Linked DNA regions of Mus musculus: region 2 is linked to region 1. Evidence: chromatin contacts called from public Hi-C data. All regions are on one chromosome and are shown on one strand. Each heading gives the region's core, a stretch centred on a gene start, on an enhancer-like site or on the middle of the called end of the contact. The rest is flanking DNA. Distances are from core to core; before and after follow the strand shown.

Region 1 (2,731 bases), core at 97-2,596:
TGTCCCTTCCTCAGAGGAGCTGCTCACACTCCAAACCTGAGCTGAGGAAAAAACATCCCATTGTCTGAGGCTTCAAGACGTCACATCCTCGGCCCTTTCTATAATCCTGATCCCAGACACGTGCGCCCTTCCCAGCTGGAAGGGCTCTGGCTCACTGCCCGGCTTCCTCTGCTCCCAGACTTCCCTGCTGCACGACAGAGATAAGTTCTGTTACCTTTCTCATTCTGAAAATCAGTGCGACGAATGTTCTGGGGTCCGTAGAGCGAACCGGCTGAGGCACGTCTGCAAACTTGTATAGCTCAGGGTTTTTATTTGCTTCACTTGGCTTTTGCTTTTATCAGTCTGGTTGCCTGTTGACTTTGTCACACACTCAGAGAGCCTAAATTACGTTAAATAACAACTTCTCATCCAGTGTTAGTGGAGAGTGTATAGTATCAGAAGCATTTGGGCTAGTCACCTGGAGAAGGGGGTGGGGGGGCAGTATCTCTTCCTCAGCGAAATGCCTGCTCAGTTGGCTAACACAGGCGGGAGGCAAGGAGAGTACCACCTTGCTATTACAGTTAGAGACCCGGGAGAAAGCGAACGTTGCTGTCGTCTGACATAAACCAAAATAGTTAACATTTGTTGAGTGTCTACTACATGGCAGGAGTTTTATGCAGTTGGTTTGCATCAAATTATTGAAACTCAGAACAATTGCCTGTGATAGACCTTATAATCACTCCTCCTATATCTGTAGCCTCATTTTATAAATAAGAAAGCAGATGCTGAGAGAGGTTATTACTAGCTCCTGGGTGTACAGTTAGGGTGTGGGAAAGTCAAGAAGAAAATCCAAGCTGCCTGTCCTTAAATCCTGTACAGTTAACATTACTCTGTACTATCTTTAAAATGGGAACGTAGTAAAACCTCCAAAGACTTGTCAGACTCCACGAACACGATGCATTGAAAGCTGTTAGCGCAGGGTCCGACACACGATAAATGTGCAATAAATACAGACACAACCATTGAAATGATTACACACATACATATACAGAAGCAGAGCCAGGCCTACTGCTGCTCCTCTAAACTTAGTACCCAGGAGGCAGAGGCAGACGGATCTCTGTGGGTTCCAGATTAGCTCGGGGCCAGGTAAATAAATAAATAAATAAATAAATAAATAAATAAATATTTACATGCCTTGATAGATGAATGCCACAGTGCAAAGTCAGAAATAAGCACACAGGAAGACCTCTTCTTGTACAGCCCGGTGCCATCATAGGCTTACAGAGGATGACTGACTGGGCTGGGCAAGAGCAGGCTATGAATCACAGCTTCTCTAAATCAGCATGCTCTAAAGAGCAGCAACTTCATTTTCCAGAGCTGCTTACGAGTAGGACGGTTAAAGCAGCCGGAACGGTTCTCTGTTAACGTTCAGACTGCGGTCATGAGGACAGCTTCCAATCGAGCAATATAAAAACGCATCTGCTGCAGTGATCCTTCTGTCCTTTCACCCTGGCTTTGCAGTCGCCCTAGGAATAAACAAGAGTGTGAAGCCTCTCTGCAGTGTCTCAGAGTCACAAGCCCCAAGGGATCCCAATCATACGATCTCTCAGAGTTGTTTGAAAAAAAAAAATTGCATGAAGAGCCAAATGCTTACACTCTGGCCAAGTTAGGAGCCTATGAGGAGGAGAGGCTAGGGGAGGGCCGTTCACTCCATGCATGCTGCAGAATTAGCTCTCTCCCTCTGGGTCTGCTCTGCTGCAAAGCTCAGCAGCACGGAGGGAGCGAGATCCAGGAATCTGCAACAGAAACCATGACAGCCTGAAACACCCTGTGGTGCCAACCTCCAAATTCTCATCTGTCACTTCAGACCCTGACTGGCTGACAGAGCAGCAGAATTTCAACTCCAATAAACGTGAATGTGCTTCTAGGCAAAGCAGCCAAGCTGACGAGGGAGGGGGGTGGAAGAGCTAGCTCCTCTTGGGCATTTGTCAAACTTTTACCTCCTGGCTGTGTGCAAGGAGGGGACTCAACTTCGGCTTCAAGCTACCAAGGCTCTGGATCCAGCCACCTCTCCGCAGGTAAATGTTAAATTTGCTTATATTGCCCAACTGCATGCGTTAAACTGACTTCCCTGATCTAAAAAGACTGCTTGATGATTCTGCTTAAATAATTCAAAGCCATGTGTTTATTTTTATAATCCCATTTGGAGTGATTTATATGAAGGAAAAAGGAGAATTTTACTTTGTGTGGCCATGTCTCTTTTCCTCCTACAAAATTAAATGTCGAGCACTAATAAACCATAGTTTTCGTAATGGCCAAACCAGAAGTATAGATTTCAAAATTTTAAAAAATGTGTGTTTGCCATGTTTAAATTACCTAACTGTATCTGTCACTGTCATGGGCCTGACAGCTGTGTAGAAGTAGAATGCTTTGTTTGTTTGTTTGTTTGTTTTTCAGTTAGGAAATATCTCTAACAGTACATTCTTCTTCGGTTACTTTCATATTATCCTTTCCCTCACAGTTTTCACAGATCTCTCTCCTCCTGCTACCTATCATTTGTTAAGAGGTGACAAGGGGACAGGGAATATGCCCGGTTCCTCATTACATCCTCTCTAGAAAAACACAATGCTAAAGGAGAAGTCAGGGCTAACAACTGTGCTGTCTTTGAGAAGGTCCTCCCATCTGCACCTTCCCCAATACAGCACTTCCTGCGAGCCTTTCTCGCTCATTCCTTCAGGAACAAGATCACCCT
Region 2 (2,700 bases), core at 87-2,586, 110 kb before region 1:
CACCATGACAACATGTCACCATGACAGCATGTCACCATGTTACCATGACACCATGTTACCATGTCACCGTACACCTTAACACTGACACACCATGGAACCTTGACACCACACCAGCTTGATACTGTGTCACCATTACACCAATCACCTTATCACTGCCACACCAAGTCACCATGTCACAATGGAATCACACGCTATGGCTTCTGTCTAGGTCCTGATGTGGATTAGACACGTTCTTGGATCTATGCACCCCAACTCACATCTGGAAACTGCCTTTTTCTAAGTGTGTGCTCAATAGACCCATTTTAAGTTACTGGATCTTGTCCCACTGATAACATTGGGTCGGTCCGAGTTAGGCAAGGCAAAATCTTTCCCTAGACCTGACGAAAACCGAAATCATCTGTGTTGGTGGATATGTTGTGTCTGGATGTTGGTAGCCATGCTTCTCTCCATACATGTCAACAAAAGTAGGAAATGCCTGTGGCTGAGGAAGAGGAGAGAAGCATACAAAAGGTAGAGGACAGACCCAGAGCAGGAGGCAGAGCTCCGGGAGCAGGAGGTGGAGCTCTGGGAGCAGGAGGCGGAGCTCTGGGAGCAGGAGGCGGAGCTCTGGGAGCAGGAAGCAGAGCTCCAGTGATGTCTCCCTCCTTGGGCTTCTTGTATTTCATTCTAGTTTCCTTATGATAAGTTACTTTTTAAAATTTTTTTATTTTTTGGTTTTTCGAGACAGGGTTTCTCTGTGTAGCCCTGGCTGTCCTGGAACTCACTCTGTAGACCAGGCTGGCCTCGAACTCAGAAACCTGCCTGCCTCTGCCTCCCAAGTGCTGGGATTAAAGGCGTGCGCCACCACGCCCCGCGATAATTTACTTTTTAAATTCTTTCCATCGCTTAAAGAGTCCTAACTAACACACCATGGCAACCTCCTAATCGTGCTTCTTGCTTCCTGTCTCTATGTTGTGTGCCTCTGTGAGGAAAGCAAAACTTTATCTCTATACTTGGGTTTTTCAGCCAGACCTGAGAACCTAGCAGGGGAGTGAAGATCCGGAGGTATGGAGTTGAACACAAACACTGAATTGCACAGAGTAGAAAGTCGAGGGGACAGAACAAGGCAAGGGGGCTCGAGGAGGGCAGCTATCCAGGTAGAGAAGTAACAATGAAAATGAGGTTAATGTCAAAGGCATTTCCTCCTGCTTCCCTCGATAAGCACTACCCTTTCCTTTTGGCAAGGGCATCTTTTACATATGAACTTTTTCTTCTGCTCTCAAGAGACAGGTGAGAGCAGAGTGAGCATTATCCCCACACAGTTGATGCAGCGGCGTCATCTGAACGGCAAATTTAGGGCTGGTGTATCCTAAGCCCTCATCTACTCACAGGCAGGTAAAACGACTCAGAGGATGAAAACACCAGACTTTAGTTTAAACAGTGGGAGCTTTTTCGATAATAAAGTGGACACTTGCAAAGGAGAGTTGATGCGGGGTGTTCGTTTATTTAACTTTTTTTTTTTAATTATTGATTTTTGCTACGTACAGTAGAGGAGGCAGAAGGACTGAGAGGCAGAGGCGATGGAAATGGTGTCTTCCTCACATATCAGCCTGACACACATATGAACTCACAGAGATTGTGACAGCATGCACGGGAATATATAAAGTTATTGGTGACAGATAAAGGACCAGGACCTTCCAATATAAGAACCTCCTGTGCTCTGGATCCCGTGATCCTCAGGGATGGGGGTGAAGGGGTCCGGATGTTCAGAGGCTACAACAGCAGGCAATGCTGCCATCTTCTGGAGATTGTAGAAATTACACCATTGGGTCATTTTCATTCAAACGTTAGCTTCAGGAATGGAAGATTTATGAAGAATCATACTTTTTAAAAAAAGAAATAAAGATTTGGGTATGGTGGTGTACATAGGTAATCCCACTACTTGGCAGTCTGAGAATGGTCTACAGTTAGAGGTCATCCTGAGCTGCACAGTGAACTTGAAGCAAACCTGGGAGAGGGAGGAAGGAAAGAAAGAAGGGAGGGGAAAAGGGAGGGATGGAAGGAGGGATGGAGGGAGGGAGGTTGGTTCCAATTACATATAATGATAATGTTCATCTTTTAAAATCATAATGATATTGTTAACTTGTAACTCTACACTGAACTCTGGAAAGGCTGCAATTTAGGAATTGTTGTGTCGTCTTTGAGTGAGCTGCGTTTTTTGCTCTCACATGGTAGCACCAAATTATCAGCATCAAGCCAAAAAACCTAGCTTAGTTAAACGTACTTTGCGTAGAAGATACTCCAGATCCTGTGTGATTGTTTCTCCACCCAGACTGGCGAGAAGAATAACTGTAAGGGATCTTGATGGATTTTGGATTAGGGGTGCTCTTCTTGCTTAGTTAATTCAGAACAGAGCATCTAAGGTTGGCAATCAGCAAAATGATATTAGCACAAAAATGTTTGCAGCTTCACCACTAATATTGTTAAGGGAAAAGAAGAAAGATGAAAAGATCATTTGGGTAATTTGTGGGGATGTGAAAACTATAAAACAGGAGAAGACATGTATATTGATAAACACGTAAAAATGACTCTGACTGCGACTATGAAAACTGTCCATGTTTTCAGAGCATAGCCAAGAGGCCAAACTGTGTCTGCTGCTGGGTAAATGACATCAGGAACCTTCTGCATCCCGGTGAGTGGGCCGCCATTTCCTGCATGGCT

Evidence for each region. Hi-C and Micro-C count contacts between places; a contact is called where the count stands out from the background.
Region 2: a contact with region 1 is called in a Hi-C map of cerebral cortex, with 10 read pairs. The contact joins the enhancer-like site here to the promoter of Sparcl1 in region 1. A contact is called at or near these places in 3 of 39 promoter capture datasets (the 3T3-L1 cell line and 3T3-L1-derived adipocytes), 7 of 484 Hi-C or Micro-C datasets (astrocytes, cerebral cortex, cortical neurons and 4 more), 2 of 115 datasets of contacts at active chromatin or transcription factors (cardiomyocytes and embryonic stem cells) and 2 of 9 other capture datasets (adipose tissue and pancreatic islet).

Annotation. Positions count from the first base shown.
Region 1 is chr5:104,112,703-104,115,433 of GRCm38.p6, reverse strand. Sparcl1 (SPARC-like 1) reads left to right here and starts at 1,346. Exons shown (of 11, transcript NM_010097.4): 1 at 1,346-2,057. LOC330143 (a long non-coding RNA gene) reads right to left here. Exons shown (of 3, transcript XR_003955771.1): 3 at 1-2,731.
Region 2 is chr5:104,218,152-104,220,851 of GRCm38.p6, reverse strand. No RefSeq gene overlaps it. Among named protein-coding and RNA genes, the nearest start is that of Dmp1, 17 kb to the right of the region's middle. Within about 2 kb of position 1,336, at least 9 of the 459 cell types and tissues checked have an H3K27ac peak or open chromatin away from gene starts, as enhancers often do.